Linked DNA regions of Mus musculus: regions 1, 2, 3, 5 and 6 are each linked to region 4. The links are chromatin contacts, called in public HiChIP or PLAC-seq and promoter capture Hi-C maps. All regions are on one chromosome and are shown on one strand. The core of a region is the stretch at or near the end of the contact, and the rest is flanking DNA. Distances in the headings are between cores, read along the strand shown.

Region 1 (3,508 bases), core at 588-3,087, 330 kb after region 4:
AATGCAGAGTTCTAGAAAGAAGTACATTAGAAGACTTTTTACTCAAGCTGGGAGGCCCAATCCATCCCTAGCTCTCCGTTCCTTCCCCAAGGAAGCGCCCCCACCCCATAGCACCCCACTCTTGGGCCCCGGCTCCTCCTCTGCTCACCTGATCCTTCCAACCCCTGACACAAAATGTTTGCTCCCACAAGGGACATCTGCCCCTCTTCTCCGAATACAAGCTGGGATGAGGCCTAGCTTTGCTGCTCCAACTTTTTTGTTTTGGTTTGTTTTTCGAGACAGGGTTTCTCTGTGTAGCCCTGGCTGTCCTGGAACTCACTCTGTAGCCCAGGCTGGCCTCGAACTCAGCAATCCACCTGCCTCTGCCTCCCAAGTGCTGGGATTAAAGGTATATGCCACCACTGCTAGGCCCCAAAGATGACACATCACATGGCATTTAGGGATTCTGTGAAGCATAGGGATTAGGGAAATGCATCCAGCCAAGTCCTCTTCAACCATCATTGCTACCGGTCCTCAACCATCATTGCTTTCGGGGAGCCCAGAGTTGCTTCCTCTTACAAAGGCAGCCCAATTCCTAGCTGACAATCAAAGCCCATTTTCCTGAGAGTTAACCCCTCCCCAACCCCATCCACAGGAGCAATATGATTAGTGATCTGGCAGAGCTGGCCAAACTGCGGGACCTGCCCAAACTTCGAGCCCTGGTGCTGCTGGACAACCCATGTGCGGATGAGACCGACTACCGCCAGGAGGCCCTGGTGCAGATGGCGCACCTTGAGCGCCTGGACAAAGAATTCTATGAGGATGATGACCGGGCAGAGGCCGAGGAGATCCGTCAGAGGCTGAAGGAGGAACAGGATCAAGATCTCGATCCGGACCAGGACATGGAACCGTACTTGCCACCAGTTTAGTGGCTCTTCCAGCCTGCAGGGACAGTAAAGGTGATGCCAGGAAGACAGCCCCAGGAGGTCAAAGGCTGGGCACACGGGACGAGAGGCCAGAGTTAGGGGCTGGAGATAGCTTAGATATGAAGGAAAGATGAGAGGGGCCCAGAAAGTGATAAGACACGCAGGAGACCACAGTAGAGAGAAGAACTAATTGGGGGTGGGGGTGGGGTGAAGACCGCTGTATAGCTGGTAGAGACGACTGGTGGGAAGGAGCTCAGGAGGGAAAGAGGTGGCCGGTGGTGCGTGGAGGATGTAGCTGGGCCAGGGAAAAGATCCTGCACTCAAAATCTGAAGCTAAAAATAACAGGACACCAGGGTGGGGAGGCGAAAGGAGGGCAGAGTGAGGCAGAGACTGAGAGGCCTGGGGCACACGATTGATTTATTTCTCTTCTCTCTTTCCAGGAAGCCATGGACACTGGCCCCAAGAACTGATAAGACTCCAGTGGGGGACCACCACATTCATAGCCCCGTCACAGGAAGTGGGAGATGCTCCTTTTTGTCCCAGACTGGAAATCCATCACATCCCAAGGCTCCTTGGCAGTCATCTGTCTGTGTGGCTTGTTCTGTGGGCCTGAACTCCTAAGCACAGGTCGGGGGTAAAACTAGGATGCTAGTAGGTGTTGTCTATAGAGAGGCGCTGAGGAAGTGAGCTGTGATGGGCCAGTTGAGGTTTCAAATAAAAAGGCATTTTTTTATATTTTTGTGTGTGACCGAGTTCCTGAACCCCTGTGGGTGGGCTTTTCCACCCGTCTGGGTTAGTACCTGCCGCAGTACTGGAATGAGGCGACGCCTGTTTCCCTCGAGTTGGCTGGACATGGGTTATGAGCATCCGTGTGCTTAAGGGGTTGCCAGCCTGGTCCTGGATCGCCCCAGCCCTTCCCCCACCCGTTCCGTTCCCCACCACCACCCGCGCTCGTACATGCGTCTCCGCCTGCAGCTCTTGACTCATCGGGGCCCCCGGGTCACATGCGCCCTCCCGGCTCTATAGGCGCCGCCCCCTGCCCACCCCCCGCCCGCGCTGGGAGCCGCAGCCACCGCCACTCCTGCTCTCTCTGCGCCGCCGCCGTCACCACCGCCACTGCCACCGCCACCGCCGCCAACGCCACCGACTGAGTCTGCAGTCCTCGAGGTGAGGCCCGTATCGGGCCGCATCCCCTTACTCGCTCCTTGCCGCCTCCACTCCCCGTTGTCCTGGGCTTAGCGACCCGGGCGGGTGACGCTGCATACCTGACTGTCACCTGCCTTCCCTGGCACCCTCCATCTCTGGCCTTCCCGGACAGCTCCCGGCTTTCTGGCTGTCACCTCCTCCTGGTTTAGGTACCAGCTTTCTGCATCCGCTTCTCTAACTGCACGGTTCCACCCTCGCCTGCCCCTCTCCCCGCGCCGGTATTCGTCTAGGGTCCTGCCGATTTGTTTCCTAAGTTCGATGTCTCCACAGGAGATGGTTGTTATCCTGGCACGTCCTTTTTTTCTTTTGCGTTTGCGAAGATACCCTCTCACCCTTCCTTGACTGCCTCAGACTTGCTCTAGACTCGTCCTTTGGTCCCTCCTTCTCTTCCCCTCTCTCTGACATTTCATTTTCTCCGATGTTTGGGGGAGGGATAGGAGGAGTGGGGAATTTGTCCGGGGGTAGAAAAGCGATGGGTCTACCTCATCATTCCCCACCGTAGCCTCTAGGGACTGGAGGCCTGGTCCCAGGACGCTGTCCCCAGACTCCTCTTGAAATGAGGAACTCGTGTTTGGGAGAGAGGTGACGACCCCGGAGTGTTTTCTAGACCTTGTGTATATGGGCTGTCAAGTTGGGGATCCACCTGCCCAGACAACCCCTCTTCTTTCTGTTCCAAGATCCAAGGGAAAAAATGCCAGTCTGGCAGCCATCCCGCCTGGGGAAGTCTAGGGGAACCCCACTGGTCGGTGAAGCTGCTGAGGGGCGAAGAAATCGCTGCTTGCCCCTCCCCTCATCACTGCGGTGTTCTCCCATCTTGTCATGAGATGTACTCCGCCCCTACTGCAGTGACCTCCCCTTCCTCACTGCATTGACCTTCTCCTCTCTCCACGGGGAAGGGAGAACCCCTTCTACAGTGCCTGATTGCAGCCCGCTCCTCCCCACCCCCTACCCACTGCAGTAACCTCTTTGCCAGCCCTCCCAGCCTCTGGCCCCTCCCACTGGCCTCAGGCTCCACCCTTCTAAGCCTCTTATCTTTCTCCTTCCTCCACTTCCACCCAAGGAGATCCCAGCCATCATGTCTATAGAGAAGATTTGGGCCCGAGAGATCTTGGACTCCCGTGGGAATCCCACCGTGGAGGTGGATCTCTATACTGCCAAAGGTGATGGGCAGAGCATGGACTGTCCTTAGCTCCTACTTCCCCCTATGCTGGGTCAAATCCAGGGGCTGTGGGGTGCTAGGCCAGGTTCCCAAGGCTGGATTGTGGAGTCTGATCTTCCTTGGCTCGTGGATTCAGGCTCGGTGAGTCTATGTTCTAGTTCAGCGTGAGAAAGGCCCTGCCAGTGTGAGCACAGGAGCACGCATGCTCTGCCTAGCATAGCCCTGTTTCTGAGGCCT
Region 2 (3,513 bases), core at 70-2,569, 400 kb after region 4:
GAGAGGAGGAGGATCAGGAATTCAAGGACATTTCTGGCTTTATAGCAAGTGAGAGGCCAGTCTGCTGCATGAAAACGCACCTCAAAACCAAACAAACAAAACCTCAAACTTTTTACTCTAAAAAAATATATTATTGTATATAAGTGTGTGTGTGTGTGTGTGTGTGTGTGTGTATGCACACGTGTGTACAGCCAGTGTTTGGAATCAAATAGCAACTTTGGAGTTTGCTCTCTTCCACCATTATACAGGTCCTGGGGATTGAATTCAGGTAGGAGGCTGAGGCAGAAGATTCTAATTGTCTGGGAGAGCTCACAAATTCTGGATAGGGGCTGGTGAGATGGCTCAGTGGGTAAGAGTACAGGACTGCTCCTCCAAAGGTCCGGAGTTCAAATCCCAGCAAACACATGGTGGCTCACAACCATCTATAATGAGATCTGATGCCCTCTTCTGGTGTGTCTGAAGACAGCTACAGTATACTTACATATAATAAATAAATAAATCTTTAAAAAAAATTCTGGATAGATAGAATTAATCTTTTTGAGTACTAAAACCTTTAAGCATGTGAGATGTACCAAAAGTAAAGAACACAATGCATTTCTCTGTCCTCTTCAGTTGAAGAGAATTTAAAATTTTCTTTTTTAAGGATGGGGTCTAGTGTATGCCAGATTGCCTGAATTAGCTTTATAGCTGAGGCTGGCCTTTAATCCCTAACCCCGCTCCCACCTCCCACGCCTGGGCCACACCCAGGGTTTGTACTCTCCCAGCCCTAATTTAACATTTCTCGATAATACTGGACCTTGCTATTTCAGGAGAGCCACGCTGTCTTCCTGCCCTTTGGGGTGTGGGAAGCTGCCTCAACTCTGCAGGACCTACACTGCCCTGAATTCTGAGTTCTTGTGTTCACGGCTTACGTTTTTCCTGTCTTTTCCCTTGCTATTTTGGGGTCAAGGGTCACGTCTTGAGCTTTCAACAGGCCAGCCAAGCCTAGATCCTTCCCCGATTTCTAACTTACCAGGGAATTTAGAAAGCATAATTTTATAAGACCAAGAAAGCAGACATGGCAGGAGCCAGGGTCTCGGGCGTGCTCCTGCAGACGCTGTACAGGCCAGCTAGCTTTGGTTCTGGCTGCTGCAGGGGACCTGGCTTGGGAAGTTGGGAGGAGTGCAGGTTGCATGGTCCCACTCAGGTCAGTATAGCGCAGACTGGGGAGTATGTGAGAAGCTGAAGTACAGGCAGGAAAATCAAAAGAACAGAGAAAGCGGGGTTACCCAGAACACCGAGACCACAAGAGGTGAGGGCAAAGCTTGCTCGGAAGTTGCCAAGGGAAGGAGGGGACAAACTGTGCTGGGTGAGTTGCTGTGACAACCCCGGCCCATGGTGGGTATGTAAACACTGAACCTTGCTCTTGGCAGCTGCCCAGCTCAGCAGGCTTGGCAGCCTGGCAGCTAGGTCACCCCTTCAGGGAGAAGCTGTTTTTAGGGAGAGTGGTGCCCTACAAGCTATTTCCAAGTCTTAATTCTTTCTTTGTGGGAACTGGTGCTTGATAAGAGTGGCAACCATCACCTACGAATCGTCAAGAACACCAAGCACCGTGACACGTGCACCTGCTTGCACACCAGAGTCTAACCGGAAGGCCATGTACTTTAAAAATGAGCTGCACACAAGTCTACGAGCAGTAGGCCTCAGTACCACTAAAACCCTAACAATGGCCCTGGGAATGGAATCCTGAGCTTGACAGGCCACTGGCTTTTGTTTAATCTCACCAAACAGGTTTTAATATCGGTGGTCAGAGGATCTGAGAACCTGTGGTAGAACTCAGTCTTCCTCCTTTCTGATTGCTGAAGGAGGTTATCGCTGGTGAAGCATCGGGGCCCTAGGTCAAGGATCCTGTTAGAACAGGGCTCGTTCTAAGGAGAGCAAAGTCCAGGATGTGCTGTGTACTGACGGGCTGCAGCTAGGGGCAGGGACTCCAGGTTCAGCGGGTTAACAGCACAGTGAGACTATTCCCTGGGGTCTCTGTGCTTCTCACTGAGTTGTGTTTGGGACCGGGGACGTCACACTGCCTGTGTTAGTGTTAGCTCCTTATTTCCTGTACACTTGTACAATTACTCATTAATCTTGAAGTTGAGGGGCGTGCTGCTTCACTTGAAGAAAACAGAAGTGAACTGTTTTCATTAAAATATGATACATCCCCTTAGCCTTTCATCCCGTTAGCCATTTACGAACTCTGCAGGAATACGATATGGCCCCACTTGGTCAGGCAGCAGACCGAAGGACCTGGGTCAGAGAGTAAGCTATGCTTGTCCAATGTGAGGAAGAAGGAGGAATTCCAAGTGCTATGTGCTGAACCAGCTGTTGATATCAATTCTACAGCACACCCTACCTCCCGCCCACCCATGTCGGGGACTGAACTAGGGCCTCACATGCTAGGCAAGTGCTGAACTTCCCCACACTCCCACTGAAGACTCTTTTTCTGGCTCCTAAAAGTTTCAAGCTTGTTTCTCTAATTTTGCTGTATTGCCTCTGTGAAAACTCCGTGATGCTCACACAACTTAATATGATCTTTATGCCAAACTACGCCAGCACTAACTTTCCCTAGGTTAGTCCTGTGTCCCCTGGGTCCTCCCTGGATATTTTTAGTATGACATTTTGTACTCTCTCAAATGCTGTATAACTAAAGCTGATTTTCTACCTAAATCAGCCTTCTCTTGCCTTCTTTGTTAATTACAATTATGATAATTATGCTTTTTAAAGATGATTTATCTTATACAGTGTTTTGTCCACATGTATGAATGTGCACATGTATGTGCTTCATACTCATGGAGGCCGGAAGAGGAATGTCCCATCCCTGATACTGGAGTTACAGACAGTTATAAAGCTGCCATGTGGTGCTGGGAATCAAATTCTGTCCTCTGAAAGAGCAACAAATGCTCTTAACTGCTGAGTCATATCTCCAGGCCATTCCTCCCCCCCTTCCTTCCTTCCTTCCTCCCCCTTCCTTCCTTCCTTCCTTCCTTCCTTCCTTCCTTCCTTCCTTCCTTCCTTCCTTCCTTCCTTTCGCTGTGTGTGTGTGTGTGTGGGAGGGCATACGTGCTATAATTTTCAGTTACGTCCCTATATCTCACCCATAAGTGGTGGCAATGGCCTCCTACTGGTAACTGCTTGCAGCCACATACCTCAGCGACACTACATCACAAAAACCCTGCTTCAAAACCTCTGAGACAGCTGAGCGTGGTGGCCCACATCCTTAATCCCAGCACTTGAGAGGCAGAAGCAGGTAAATTGCTGTGAGTACTTGTAGCCAGGCCAGCAAGAGCTACACAGAGAGATCCTGTCTCCAAAAACAGCAGCAGCGACAGAACAAAAGCTCCCCAAACCATGCAGATCTCAGGGATACTGATGGCTTCTAGCCATCACCCTAATTCCTTACTTCAGCACTGTTTATTTGTAGAATGTGGGGTTGGACTTAGGGCTTCTTCCTGCCTGCTAGGTGTAGGGATAATCTTGTGTGCA
Region 3 (3,485 bases), core at 935-3,434, 400 kb before region 4:
CTAGGCCCTCACACACAGCTCCTCCTGGATGGCCACTCTCTGCTCCGCTGATGCCTCCTGACTTCCAAAGTCATAGATAGCGCCTGCGTGGGGCCTAGCTCAGATTGACTCGGGGATGTCCACAGAATTGCCTGTTAGGGTCTCTCGAACCCCTATCCGTGGATAAAGGTGCCTTCATGGCACTACACTCAACAAGAATAACGTGGTAAAACTAAGAAAATTTAGAAGAAGCGAAAGAAGCTCTTAGAGATTCGGCTTCTGCTCAGACTCTCCCTCTGGCTCCCACATGACTCCTCGGCAGACTTTTAGGTCCCATTGCCGCTCCTACCTTCCCATAGGTCCCAAACTGGTCACACCCCCTAACGGAGCTCCATTTTTCATTTTACCTAACCGCACCTCCTCAAATGCATTCGGATTTTCTGTCCAGTGCCCCAAGGTTTTACACCAGGGAGTGGAGATACAAACAAGGGTCCCTAACCGCACAGCACTTGCAGGCTGCCCTCTTGTCCCGTGCCCACACACAGTCAAGGGGTTCACCTGACACTCCCGGGGTTCACCTTCACTCTCAGAGGACAAGGTCCTCACCAGCTCTCTCCAGAAGACCACGGGAGCCCCAGCTCTGCCAGGCTTCCCTGATTGTAACACTTACTTTGTGAGAGCTCTCAAGAGACCCCTAAGTTGACCACACACACCCTCCAAGTCTCCTGCCTGCGTCCTTCTTCCAACTCCTAAGCTGCTTCAGGGAAGACAGAATGTGTTGCTTTCGACTCCTGTTCCCCAGTGAAGAACCTTTCTAAACTAAACTGTGGGAAAAAAAAAAAAAAGGTTTTTAACTGGGTCTATTAATGAATCAGTCTACTTACTGATAAATAGTGAAGCCAGTCTACTGATAAACAGTAAAACAAGAGCTGTGCTATGCTAACAGAGCTGGGTTTGCTATGTGAAAAAGTTTCTTGTTTTTATTTTTTGTTTTTGGGGACCGGGTCTCCTGTGGCGTTGGCCTCCAACGTACTTTAACCCAGGAAAAAAAATTTTAACTCACATTCTTTTTGCTTTCTGATATTTTCTGATGTTTCTGTAATAAGTACGGTTTGCTTTTGCAATGAAGAATGCTAAGGAAACTTCCTGCAGGGGTGAGGAAGAGAAAACTGTAAAGGATATTGAGAAGGGCCTCTTCACCCTGTTGAAAAAATCAAGAAAGAATTTAGAGAGTCACAGAGCAGGACGTGGTGGCCTGAACCGCTCTGGCAGGAGGACTGGAGTTGAAGATAGCCTGAGCTACATAAGCAAATTCCGGGTCAGTAGGTCTACAAACGGCTAAATCCTACTTCAAAAGAAATGAAATCGCTGGGCGTATTGGCACATCCCAGCAGAGGCAGACAGATCTTTATGAGTTCAAGGCCAGCCTGGTTTACACAGGGCGTTCCAAGCCAGATAGGACAGCATAGTAAGACTCTGTCTCAAAATAATAATAGATTTAAATAAAAAAAATAATAAAGCACAATAGAATTTTCACAAGGAGGCAGGGCGGCCAGCATACACCCCTGCAGGCATGGAGGCGCAGCAGAGTAGGGGTGTGGCATCAGGTGTGGCAGGGAATGAACGGAGTAAATACAGGATGAAGAAGGGTTTCAACTCAAGTCTCTGAACGTAGAAAGTTTCTGAGCAAAGTAGAACTGCTCAGATTAGCACCTAGAACATTCTAGCGGCCACCGTGCTCAACTAAGTGCGTTCAGTCCAGAAAGGTTTACAAGGAGGTGTCAGAGAGAACGCAAGCCAGGCAAATAGGGGCTCGCAGACTTGCCTCGGGAATCTGAAAAGGTTCTTAAGATTACATGGCCCTTGGGGGTCTTCCAACGTGAGCTCTTATGCAGAGCCCAGGATGAACTAGGATGAACGGGAAAGGCGAGGCCGGCACTTAACTCCCCGTAAAAGAAGTCGGGTACGGAGGTCCGGAAAGACCCCGAGACGGTGGGAAGAAGGAAGATGGAGGGAAAGAGGATCTTAGAAACCAGACGGCAAAAGTTAGGTGCAGAGAGAGCTCTGCACTGAGGGTGAAACCGAAGTCCCAGAACCTGGGTCTGGGGAGGGGATTAGAGCATGGGCGGGGCAGGTGGGCCGGGGGGCGGGGTCGGCATCCCTCCGCACATGCGCATAGCAGCTGGCCGAGCGCCGTAAGGAGTGGCACTTTTTAAAAGTGGAGCCTCAGGCCAGCCCCTAGCCGCAGCGTGTCTCAGTCGGTTGTCGAGTCCCTTCTGTCCCAGTCGTTCGTGCCTCTTGTCCCACGCAACTCCAGCTTGTACCATGCCGGTCAAAGGAGGTAGCAAGTGCATCAAATACCTGCTCTTCGGATTTAACTTCATCTTCTGGGTGAGTGAGAGGCGACTGTCGGCGCGCTCCTCTCCGAGGCCACCTGTTCTCAGGCCCGAGACGGCGTCCGGGGCGGAGAGTGTCCCGGCGGCCGAGAGCGCCGGGAGCCGCTGGTACTGCGCGCGCCAGGCGGACTCCGGGCGAGTAGAGAAAGGCGCAGCGGCTGCCAGCTGGCCAGGCGGGACTGGCAGGTGGGCGGGAGGAGCAAGTGGGTGGGAGAGCCGAGGGTCCTGGTGGCTCCGGCTGTGCACTTCGCTCCCGGGTCCTTCTACCGCCGAGTATTTGAGATGGGCTCTGTGCCTGCTCCCACCCGGAGCACCCCCGAGTGTGAGAGAGGAGTGAGGGAGGAGCGGAGCAACCTTTTCGAGTAACTCGATGCCCTCCCCGGCCCGCAAGGCTCCTTGCCAGCAGGGCAGTCGAGCGTCTCCCACTTCGGTGGTCCCACAAGTGACAAGGGGTGCTACGGAGGGAGAGGAAGTGGGTGTGGGGAGTCTTCCCTGCACCTGGAGGTCGGACATTCCTTGTTTAGGACCTGAACTCTCAACTGAAAACGTCCATGCCTCTCTCTAAGCTACCTGAAAGACTAGATTGTCTTGATTCTTTTTCAAGAGCGATAACTATCTTGGCTGTAGAGAACTCTGGGAGAGTTAAGAGAAAAGAAGGCGGGGAAGGTGCCTATTGGCGCCTCTAGATGGGATAAATCCGGTGTTTCTGCATTTCCCAGGTAATCAGGTACTGCGGGCTTGAAGCCTCGCTCTAAAAATGTCCAGGTGGGGCCAAGGGGAATGGCCGTTCACCTGCAGAGGGTCCAGAGGCAGGTGCTAGTAGACTCTACAGATGGGCCTCTGGGTAGGGCAACAAGAGAGTGTCCACTCTCCCAAAACTCAGGGACAGAAGCAAGGAAATACACGGAAGACCCTTTTGTCCTGATTCTGAGAGGGCACACTCCCAAACACAAATGGACGGAATTTGCTCCCAGGCAATCAGGAAAGAGCTTAACTAGGCAACTCCTGTGCCACCAGAGACTTTGAACAACAACAACTAAAAAGTCCACTATTCCCTTTGGAGCTGGCCACCGGGATGCTCACCATCTTCCAGCAACTGTAAGGTTTAAT
Region 4 (3,157 bases), core at 30-2,529:
GGGGTGGGGGCAGGCTGTTGTTCAGAAGTGCGTCCATATCCTCCTCCTCACTGCCCGCTGAGCAGGGGGACGGGGAGCCCAGGCCCGACGCCATCCCCTTCCGTTCCCCGGCCAGGGAATTGGCCCAGCTGCTCCTGCCTGCGGCCTGGGGCCCTCTGCACTGGCCCGAGTCACTGTGCGGGGGAGGGGGGAGAACAGTGAGTGACGCGCAGTCCCCCTCCCCCACCCGCTCTTTCCGCCCCCCTGCCCTACCACCCTAGCCAAGCACCCGAACCACTCAGGCTGAACTTAGTTCCACACTCCTCGGGGACAGCCCGTGAGCCGGCTCCCCAGCAGGAGCCCCCAAGAAGAGGGAATGACGCCCCCGAGGGCAGGCTGGTGCATGGAGGGGAAGGAAGAAGCTAGCCTGGCCTGAGCCAGGAGTGCCTGGGGAGTGGGGTTCGAGTGGGGAGGCGCGGAGAGGGTCAGGGGAGGCGGCCGGTGCTCGGGGACACAAGGTCACTTGGGAGTGGGGGGGCGCTCCTCTGCGCCCGGGGAGGGGCCAGTCCCCAGACAGGGCAGCTCTCCAAAGGCTGTCCTCTGGGACAACTCAGGTTCTCTTCCGGAACGGCGGGGACCAGGGGGCGTGGAGGCTCGGGCGCTCCGGGGTCCCGAAGAGTCGGGACGCCGGAGGAAAGCGAGCACCCACCGGGAAGGGGGCCGGGCCACGTGTCCCGGGGGGCTAGCGAGCAAAGGGCGAGGGGCGGGCGGGCAGGCGCTCGCCCGGCATTGTGGGAGGCCGAGCCCAGGAGGGGGGGGGGGCGGGGAGCAGGACTCCCTCAGGGCAGGGCGCCGTCTGGAGGTAACCCGGCCGCCTCCGGGGAAGAAGGGTCGGCTCCCTGGAGAGGGGACGGCCCGCGGGCCCCGGGACGCCTGAAGAAGGGACAGGTGAAGGAATGACCCCCGGGACGACGTCGGGCTGAGAGAGATGTCTCTCCCGTTGCCTCGCGCGCTCCTCACCCTAGAGCCGCCTCAGGTCGCGCTGGGTCTCGCCGGTGTCACTCCCGCTCCAGCTCCTCCTCGCCGCGGCCGAAGGGGGGAAAATGGCTCCGGCTCCGGCGTCGCCTCTTAAAGGGCCCGAAACACCGGCCGGGAAATCCCACCGCACAGGCCCCGCCCCCCACGGACAGCCCATAATAACCTCAACCAACTCCAACCCCCCCCTCCACTACCGCCACCCTCCTCTTTAGGTCTCCCGGGCAACCCCCGCCCCCTCGTCGCTCAGGCAACCATTGGCCACGCCCCCGTCGAGCGCGCGCGCGCGTCACCTGGGCAACCGCCCACCTCCTGGCCATCCCATAATACACACGGACACCCCACATACACACACCCCGCCCCCCACACTCTATGCATATATGTGCCCGGGGCTACAGACATATAGTGCAGATCTTTTACAAACTAAAACCTGCTCCCCCTCCCTTAGATAACCCATAATAACCACTCTTTGCCAACTTCTTCACTCTTGGCCTTACTGCTAACATCCCATAATAACTCATTACCCCTCCCTCCCCTTGGCCATCCCATAATAAGCACCCCTCCCAGCACTTCAGCCTCATATCCCATAATATTCAACCCATCCCCCACCGACATCCCATAATAACCACCCCCAGTTTGACATCCCATGATTGTCAGAAACTCACCCACCCCATACTACAACAACGGACACTGGGCCTCCTCCCACACGGATCCCGTAATAATCAGTCTCCCACTTTCTATACTGATATCCCATAATATCCAACCCCCCCAGAGCTGCCCTCAGTCCCTGCACTAGGGTTGAGATTCTAGATGCTCACTTTACCACCCACAGCCTTCCCAGTCTCTTTCTAGCTCCATGGTCCATAAATTACCATTCCTCCTAGCAAAGAGATACTCACTAATGATCAGCAGCTCTGCTGTCACCCCACAAATGGACATCTAAATCTCCTCCACTAACACTGGGAAAATGTCCTATCATTTACTCTATCTACTCTCCCATCCCATAATTTCAAAAAGCCCACGATACCATAATTGTCCCAACACAACCCAGTGCCACATCCCATAATACTTCTGCTACACTCCATCACCGCACACAGGTCTGGCCAGACATCCCCTAATTGTCACAACCTCCCCCACCTCTAGAAGTTGTCAGGCTCTTCCAACTAGAGCAGAGAGGGTGTGGCAAACTGCTAACTGCCCTGTCCCCACTAGCACACACTTTAGTCCCTTCCTGGGCAATAGGAGCATTCTGGGCTCTCAAAGTTCAGGACCCCCAGACTTCCTAGCTCATCATTTGCAGACACTCAGGAACCAAGAGCCAACCTCGAGCCCCAACAAACCCCACCAAATCCAGGTATGTTCTAGATACTTACCTCCCTCCAGCTTTGAATGTTTGTGTAAACTCAAACAAATAATATGCTGACTAGATGAAACACTTGCATAAAACTTCATGATGAAAAACTTTAACTCACCCAGAACATCCCATAACAATTACAAACCCCCATCCCAAAACTATTTCTCAACATTCCAGAAGTCCTCTACACTGCCACCTTCAAGTCCAGGCAGCCTCCGTGGACAGATAGCCTATCACCACCATGGACTGAGAGTCCTCTACCATGCCTTGCTCTGTACTCACCATCACTAAAGTTCATTCGACATACCCTTGACAGAGTACTAACAAGGTAAAGAGCTAGCTACTTACCGACCGAGAACGAGGATACCAACACACAGGTGCCTTCCTTCAAGAAACAGTCACAGCTGGGAACATTATCACATGCCAATAACCTCAGCACTCAGAGAACACACGAGATGATCAAGGGATCAAGGCCATTCTCTGCTACTCAGTGAATTCAAGGTCAGCCTAGGCTACAGTAAAAACAAGTCTCGGATAATTATAATTTATTTATTTATTACCAGCACCGTGCTCTAACCAACTGGGCTAATGGGGCACCCATGAATAAATATTAAATGTATAATGAAGAAACATTAAACAACCAAAGAGACCATGCATGATACAATATAAAAATATCTAGTAATTCTTGCTCTCTAACTCTCTTCCTGCTGTCCCTTCCCTCCTATCCCCATCATCACCTGCTCTCCATGTTCATGATGGCCAGCCTCTCTCCAGTCCTCTACTTCTCTC
Region 5 (3,369 bases), core at 439-2,938, 430 kb after region 4:
ACTTTTTCCATTTATTTATTTATTTATTTATTTATTTATTTATTTATTTATTTATTATATGTAAGTACGCTCCAGAAGAGGGTGTCAGATCTCATCACAGATGATTGTGAGCCACCATGTGGTTGCTGGAATTTGAACTCAGGACCTTCAGAAGAGTAGTCAGTGCTCTTACCTGCTGAGCCATCTCTCCAGTCCTCCCCCCCCCCTTTTTAAAAATAGGGTCTCAAACCATTAGCCCAGGCTCAAACTCACAGTTCTCTTGCCTTAGTCCCAGGGCACTGAGCCGCAAAGGCATAAGTCACCACACCCAATTTATCTCAAACTTCCTACAGTTAACCCTCTACTTACGCCTCTCTCAGGTTAAAGTTATGCAGCCTTCCCCAAAAGTTCCAAGGACTTAAAAACCTACTGAATCGAGTCTCTGATCACTGATCTTGACCTAAGAATTCTTACCGGACTTTACAGCGATCCAATGCTAAGCACGGCTGTCTTCATCTCATAAGAGAATTAGATGCGGAGCAGTTAAATGGCTTGCCTGGGGGGTCTTACCGTTTGTGAGTAGCGACAAGAGTGGTTGCTACTCACAAACGGTAAAGAGTGGGACTCCTTTAACTTCAAAGTCCACACTTTTTCCATCATACCACGTTACCTCATGTATTAAAAAACCTCGAAGAGTGCGGTTTTTAAAAGACTATAAAATATATATATAATATATAACACAGCTTGTTGCGACATAAATTCAGGTACATCACATCCTTTGAACCATATGAATAATAGTCCCTTGGAACAAGCATGGAGTTTTTAAGGTTGTTAATAGTGCTGTTTCCCAAGCCCAGTGTAAGAATGTATTCCAGAGTAAATGACAGGTGGGCGGCTAAGGGGGAAAGCAATATGGTACAAGAAAATACTAGAAAGTGGACAGAAAAGAGATGAAAGTACACTATACGTTGGCAATACACAAAATAGACCGAGAAGACATAGTATGAAATAATCGGGCAGAGGAGGCCCGTAGGGCTAAAATATCTTAAGTTCGAGGGCCTATGCCTCTCGTAAGGAGAGCGCATGATGGGAGCTGTTAATAACAAATAAGTAGTACTCATGGCCACAGTCGAACTCTTGAGAGCCACAGACAGACATAGGTCGCAAGGGCACAGTCCGGCATATCGATGACAAGGCGGGAGGTGACTGAGGAGCCAAAGGGCACAGTATGGGCCAAAGAAAATGGGAAGAGGTTCAGAGGGTACGGGCCCCCAGACTTGAGACCAGACTTGTCTTCCCTTCGATAGCTGGCTGGTGTGCTTGATGACCCGCACCCCCAAGCCCTCCTGGGTCCCAGGTTCGGGGCAGACAGACAGGTCCTGTCCCCAGACCCCATTCTGCCCATTTCCTTGGGACTCCACGAGGGGGCAGAGGCAGGCAGGAGGGTCCTTACCCAGGAAGATGGAGAAGATGAGCCGCAGCGCCTGTTCCGACGCGCCCAGAGACGTCGCCAACTTGTTAAGGCTCAGATCCTCGACACCCGGCCACAGCCCCCGCATCTGCTCCAGCGTCTCTCCCATGTCCCCGTCCGCTGTAGACGCCATCTTAACTGCGGGCGCCCCCCGGGGACCCCCAGCTCCGCGCCCCGAATGTGGGCAGAACGCGGTGGCTTCACCCCCAATTCCGGCCGGGGGCCCGCCCACGGCGTGCGCATTGGCTGCGGGCCCGCCCAGAGCCTCTAGACCCACCCGATTATTGGTCGAGCCAGCCGGGGGCGGGGCCGAGCGCAGCAAGGTAGGAAGAGGGCGGGGCCGAGCGTTTGTAAGGCAAAGGTGACTCCCGTGAGGAAGGGAAACGGGCCGGGCCGGCGGGGCGGGGCGGGGCTTGCGATCGCGACCCAGCTGCTATTGGAGCAGGCGGGAGCGCGAGGCGAGGTGACAGTACAACTCGGTCCGGACGGCTCCGGGCAGGAGTGGGTCGGACGGGTGTCCGGCCGGCTTGCTCGCTGCCTTCCCATTGGTTGAGACAGGAGCAGGCGAGAGTCGGGGCGGGGGGGGGGCGGGGGGGGGCGGGGGCGTCACCAGACCGCGAGGTTACTCTCGGTCGCCGGCGCTGGGGTTACTGGGGCATGTAACGGAGCGGAGCGAATGTCTGCTGTCACCCCACGAGCGCCCCCTAACGGTGTCTCCTCGGGGGCGGGGGAGGGGGGGAGAGCGAGGGTCCTGCATTCCCAGCCCTTTCCTGAAGGCTCTGGGGGAGCCCAGGGGCCCAAGAACACCCTTTAATGCTACGTAGCTCTTCCCGATGCAGGTCCTTTTCGGTTGTTCAAGTACTGGGACTCGAACCGGTGCCGCGTGCACGCTCTCCTGCCGGAGCTACAACCCTAGTCCTTATGCAGAGTTCCCTTTCTATAGTAAAACGGACCTTCTCTCCGGAGGCAATGAAATTAGGATCTGCCTATTTATATTAAAAAGAGCCTACTTAACACTTGCCGCTTTAATTAACAGTTAGGCTAGTTTTGTCACGGCTTAAGTAATGTATGTTCCTGATGAAAGTTCAAGCACTAGAGGCATGAAGCAAAATAGGAGCCCTTTCCTCCTATGCAGTGTCACTTCCCACTGATTGACCCCAGGGAAAGTGACAGTGTATGGGGTGTGTAACAAAGGGGTTCACAAGTTCTTGTCCTAAAAAGTTCAGCTATGGCTTACACTTCCATGGCATTTTATACTTTTTTCCAGCCCCCCCCCCCCCTTTTTTTTTTTACTGGGAAATTGAACGTAGGCTTTACGTGTGCTAAGGAAGCATTGGACCACTGAGCTATGTCTCCTGCCTTTTCATATGTCCTTTTATTTATACTTAAAGGCATTTTTTTTTACATTTATTTGTGTATATATTGGGGTATGTTGGAGGAAGGGCTAGTTTTTGCCACAGAACACACATGAAGGCCAGAAGACAACTTTCAGGAGACTGCTCTGTCTTTTGCCATGTGGATTTTGACGATTGAACTCAGTGCTGGCAAGTGCTGTAACGCGCTGAGCTATCTCTCTGGCTCGCAATTATTTTAATTAATTAAATTTTAATTTAAAATGCTTTATTTTTAATAATAGGGTTGTGCCTCTGTGGGTGGTGTGTAGATGAAGATTTCCTATCCCCGGTGTCTGGGTGTTACAGGAAATTGTGAATGGTGTGATATGGGTGCTGGGAATTGAATGCAGGCCCTCTGCAAGAGCAATATTCTCTCTTAACCACAGAGCCAGCCTGCCAGCACTGCCATTCTTTTTAAATATGAACTGCTTTACTCTTCCTGAAAAGTGCAGACTACAACCTTCCTGGATTAAGATTTTCTAATCTAGGCATAACCTAGACCAGTGGCTCTCAGCCTAATGCTGC
Region 6 (3,381 bases), core at 102-2,601, 280 kb before region 4:
CGCTCCCCCCCCTACACACACACCTGGGGGGGCAGAAGGCAGGATGGAGGCAACCACAGGTCAGGACAGCTCCTCTGTAACACTGAGACCTCACAACATCATATTCTAAAAAAGTACACTGAAGGACAAATCTGTGACTGGGAACAGGAACACACATTCAAGCAACCGATGGCAAAGATGCCTCTCCAGGCTGAAAGGAGCCATGGGAGAGGGTGAGAATTAGAGGTGTTTTTGTTTTGTTTTGTTTTGTTTTTGTTTTGTTTTGTTTTTGTTTTGTTTTGTTTTGTTTTTCCTCTGAACACAGGGAGACACTTCTGAAAGGGTTTTGTGTACTTCGGGATGCTTTGTGTGGTAAGAGGTTGCACCAGACCCAGTCTAGTCCATTGGCGGAAGGAAGATCCCAAAGTGGACCTCAGACCTGCCCATCTCCCCGCCCCCTCCCCCCCCCCCCCACCGAGACTTCCACCTCTGGATCACACATCCATGGGATGATATAACTCTCAGTTCTTCCCTCAGACCAGACGACAGGACTTGGGAATGTGGGGGCGGGGGGGCGGGGATGCCTTTCACATCACGCCCAGCCAGTGCTGTACCACTTCGGAGAAACTGTTCAGTCTGTGTAGCCCTTGGGAAGGCCACACTGGCCCAAGTGCAGTCCGGTGGGAGGGTACCCTCCCCTGGTATGCCCCCTCCCTCCAGGCTTAAGTAATGAGAGTAGTGTTGGGTATGGTCTAAGCTTGGCCCCTGATGCCTCCCTCAATAAGACACAAAGTCCACAGAACCTTCCTCCCTGTTGCCAGGGCAGGCCAGCAGGTTCACTGGAGATAAGGGCTACACTTTGGACTCCATGGCCAGAGGACAGCCATGGGGCTGAGAATCCTTGGGCCTCCGCCCTTCCTGATGCTAGGCTGGCTCCCTTTCAGGGTAACGGTCTAGGACAGGCAAGAGGGGCCTGGTGCAAACAAGGGATGTGTACCTGCCACAGGTCGCTTGGTCATTACCTCACCGCCTCCGCATAGCGGCGCCCAACCTTTCATTTATCCCTCATTACCCTGGCGCCTGGCAGGGGTCTGGCCGGGAAGGGAGGACACGCTGGTGGCCTGCGGGTGGCACAAGGTTCCAGCCCCTGGCCCCGACCAGGTGACAGATTGCTGGTTAGTTCAGGTGCAAAAGAAAGGGAAAGGTGCGCACCGAGAAGTGAGCACTCCTGGTCTGGGGTTGGTGTACGGAGAGTCCGGCTCCCTACCCTCTCTGTCCGGGTGACCAGGACCGCGACGCTGCAAGGCCCGCAGGGAGGGGGAGGTGCCAGCCCACGTCCCGCCCCTCTGCCTCCACCTTCACCTCCCTTCCCGGCCCCGTGCTGCCTGGTCCCGCGGGCCGCTCGGTCCTAGTCCCAGGCTGGGACAGTGGGGCTGCCATCGCCAAGGAAGCTGACAACGACCCAGATTTCCACAGTATCCAGCGGACGTCAAGGACAGCGGAAGCTCGGACACCTGCGCTCACAGGTGAGCACTTGGGAGGGCGAGTGCCGGGCGGCCAGGGAACCGGGGATCTGGGACAGGGTCGCGGGGCCTCAGAAGGAGGAGGGAAGGAGGCTGGGTACGAGGGAGGGAGAAAAGCTGGGCCTGGGAAAAGATAGAAAAGGTGGACGTGGGGAGAGATAGTAAGGGGGAGGGAGAAGGAGGGGCGGGGGACTGCCTTCGGGGGCTGGACTGTTGTTGTCCCGGGGCGGGAGACACAATGAACAATCTCCTCTGCGAGTAAGTCAGAGTAAGCTAGGAGAGAGAAATGGGAGGTTTCTAGAGCCCAGTTGGTGGGAAACCAACCCCTGTATAGGGTTCTTGAGTCCAGTTCCCATTAAGGGCCTCTTCCCTTCAGGCCCTGCCCACTGCAAGGGATGGGTCTTCCATCCAGGCTTAGAAAGGAGGGGTGGAGTCCTGCATCTGACTTCCAGCTCTATCCCTGGTGGTGCCCTCGGCGGCCAGGAAAGGAGCTTAGTGGGAGACCAGCGGGCTGCCTCAACTAGGGGCATCCCTCCAGACCCTGTCTGACAGCTCTCCTGACTTCGCCAGATTGTACGTGGACGTGTGGGGTTTCCAGGTAAGGCATGTACAGACTTCTCAGTAAAGGGACAGAAAAGCTATATTGTAGAGTCTCTTGTCTATTGAGTCTCAGTTGCGACTAACTGAAAAGCAGCCAAGGATGGCCAGCCGACCAGTAAGGGTGGCTGGCTGGCTGAACCGTGATAAAACTAGCTGTAACTCATGGAGTGTGAACTGGGTGTATTGTTCTCTTTCCCCAAATATTATTTTTCCTTTTTTGCCCCCCCCCATTATTTAAAAATGTAAACGTTGCAAAGCATGATAGAATACATCTGTGATCATAGCACTCTAGAAACTGAGGCAGGGGGATGCAGAGTTGGAAGGTAGCCTAGACTGGGTTACACTGTGTGTCAGCCTGGGCTATATTAAGAGGTCCTCCTATCTCAAATCAGAAAATAAAATAAAAGCCGTTCTTAACCCATAGTCTGTTCCAACATGAGAAACCCACTTGTCTGTCTCTAGTCAGCTTTACCTGTCCCAGTTCATGGTGTTTGTGCAGTGTTGACAAAGGTAATACAGGAAAGGAGACATCTAGGTACAAGAGACCGCCTTCTACCTGGGGCTATCTAGAGTGCTAGAGATTTCTGTGACCCTTGCTCCCAGCTGCTCTTGAGACTACAGCATCCTCTGAGGCTGAAGTGTGAATGTATCCTAAGTATAAAGCAGATGTTCCTACCCAGCATGCACCTGGCCCTGCCCTCCCCCTACTAGCTTATAGATAGCACACACCCCCCACCATCTGGCCCTCTTCTTCCCCACTCTGTCCTCTTGTCTTTCCTTGCTCTCCAACCTGTGGAGACGTTCGTTCATCACTAATCCAGCCTGGGCTTTCTATCTTGCAGAAAAGGGGATACCCCCCTTTCTCCTGGACATTGGTGCTATGATCCTCTGGGGGTAACTCAGGAGAGAAACAATGCAAGCCTTTGGTCCTCCAAATGAGGGCCCCCTCCAAGGCCTGGTAGCTTCCCGAATTGAGACTTACGGGGGCCGTCATCAGACCTCTGCCCACAGCACTGCTGGGAATCTATTTCCCAGAGGAGGTCCTGGAGTGGTGAGTGCGCCTGTGCCCCAAAGGTGACCTGGGTGGGGCAGGAGGGATGACACCAAGGTTTTGAAGTCTGTCCCCTTTTTCACAGGCTGCTCTATTCTTGTCCCTTAACCTCCTCCGCTTTCCGGGGTTACTGGGAAGGAGGGTCAGTGCCCGGCCAGGATGCCAGCGCTTCACACCCAGCCTCAGACAACAGTGGGGGAGGCGGGGAGCTCAGAGGAGGGATTGGGA

Evidence for each region. Promoter capture Hi-C pulls out the DNA fragments that hold promoters and counts their contacts. HiChIP or PLAC-seq counts read pairs in DNA pulled down with a chosen protein or histone mark. Capture Hi-C pulls out chosen DNA fragments and counts their contacts.
Region 1: a promoter capture Hi-C map of second pharyngeal arch cranial neural crest shows a contact between it and region 4. The contact joins the promoter of Eno2 here to the promoter of Chd4 in region 4. A contact is called at or near these places in 10 of 39 promoter capture datasets (cranial neural crest, embryonic stem cells, frontonasal cranial neural crest and 6 more), 5 of 484 Hi-C or Micro-C datasets (cerebral cortex, embryonic limb bud, embryonic stem cells and 1 more), 3 of 115 datasets of contacts at active chromatin or transcription factors (embryonic forebrain, embryonic stem cells and pancreatic cancer cells) and 3 of 9 other capture datasets (embryonic stem cells, liver and pancreatic islet).
Region 2: a contact with region 4 is called in a promoter capture Hi-C map of the C10 cell line. The contact joins the enhancer-like site here to the promoter of Chd4 in region 4. A contact is called at or near these places in 3 of 39 promoter capture datasets (the C10 cell line and pre-B cells), 1 of 15 datasets of contacts at CTCF or cohesin (embryonic stem cells), 3 of 484 Hi-C or Micro-C datasets (CD4 T cells, CD8 T cells and uterus), 2 of 115 datasets of contacts at active chromatin or transcription factors (astrocytes and pancreatic cancer cells) and 2 of 9 other capture datasets (embryonic stem cells and liver).
Region 3: a contact with region 4 is called in an HNF4G HiChIP or PLAC-seq map of pancreatic cancer cells. The contact joins the promoter of Cd9 here to the promoter of Chd4 in region 4. A contact is called at or near these places in 3 of 484 Hi-C or Micro-C datasets (embryonic stem cells and myocytes) and 2 of 115 datasets of contacts at active chromatin or transcription factors (embryonic stem cells and pancreatic cancer cells).
Region 5: a promoter capture Hi-C map of liver shows a contact between it and region 4. The contact joins the promoter of Lpcat3 here to the promoter of Chd4 in region 4. A contact is called at or near these places in 1 of 39 promoter capture datasets (pre-B cells), 1 of 484 Hi-C or Micro-C datasets (embryonic stem cells), 3 of 115 datasets of contacts at active chromatin or transcription factors (embryonic stem cells, microglia and pancreatic cancer cells) and 2 of 9 other capture datasets (liver and pancreatic islet).
Region 6: a contact with region 4 is called in a FOXA1 HiChIP or PLAC-seq map of pancreatic cancer cells. The contact joins the promoter of Plekhg6 here to the promoter of Chd4 in region 4. A contact is called at or near these places in 5 of 39 promoter capture datasets (embryonic stem cells, liver, neutrophils and 1 more), 2 of 115 datasets of contacts at active chromatin or transcription factors (embryonic stem cells and pancreatic cancer cells) and 1 of 9 other capture datasets (adipose tissue).

Annotation. Positions count from the first base shown.
Region 1 is chr6:124,768,002-124,771,509 of GRCm38.p6, reverse strand. Eno2 (enolase 2, gamma neuronal) reads left to right here and starts at 1,837. Exons shown (of 12, transcript NM_013509.3): 1 at 1,837-2,073; 2 at 3,173-3,272. The coding sequence starts at 3,188. It overlaps Lrrc23 (leucine rich repeat containing 23), which reads left to right. Exons shown (of 8, transcript NM_001302555.1): 7 at 635-938; 8 at 1,347-1,641. The coding sequence ends at 908.
Region 2 is chr6:124,692,222-124,695,734 of GRCm38.p6, reverse strand. All of the region lies in intron 1 of Lpcat3 (lysophosphatidylcholine acyltransferase 3), which reads right to left. Among named protein-coding and RNA genes, the nearest start is that of Emg1, 18 kb to the left of the region's middle. Within about 2 kb of position 1,319, at least 141 of the 459 cell types and tissues checked have an H3K27ac peak or open chromatin away from gene starts, as enhancers often do. A contact at or near this core is called in CD8 T cells, astrocytes, liver and 2 more, where this site is marked.
Region 3 is chr6:125,493,459-125,496,943 of GRCm38.p6, reverse strand. It overlaps Cd9 (CD9 antigen), which reads left to right and starts at 2,184. Exons shown (of 8, transcript NM_007657.4): 1 at 2,184-2,370. The coding sequence starts at 2,305. It overlaps Gm26728 (a long non-coding RNA gene), which reads right to left. Exons shown (of 6, transcript XR_869432.2): 1 at 3,459-3,485; 2 at 1,043-1,180.
Region 4 is chr6:125,094,103-125,097,259 of GRCm38.p6, reverse strand. It overlaps Chd4 (chromodomain helicase DNA binding protein 4), which reads right to left and starts at 1,279. Exons shown (of 39, transcript NM_001346610.1): 1 at 1,000-1,279; 2 at 1-173. The coding sequence starts at 94. Mir7045 (microRNA 7045) reads right to left here and starts at 236; the gene lies at 174-236.
Region 5 is chr6:124,661,423-124,664,791 of GRCm38.p6, reverse strand. Lpcat3 (lysophosphatidylcholine acyltransferase 3) reads right to left here and starts at 1,688. Exons shown (of 13, transcript NM_145130.2): 1 at 1,433-1,688. The coding sequence starts at 1,583.
Region 6 is chr6:125,378,474-125,381,854 of GRCm38.p6, reverse strand. It overlaps Plekhg6 (pleckstrin homology domain containing, family G (with RhoGef domain) member 6), which reads left to right and starts at 1,351. Exons shown (of 17, transcript NM_198604.2): 1 at 1,351-1,505; 2 at 1,879-2,100; 3 at 2,945-3,153. The coding sequence starts at 3,016.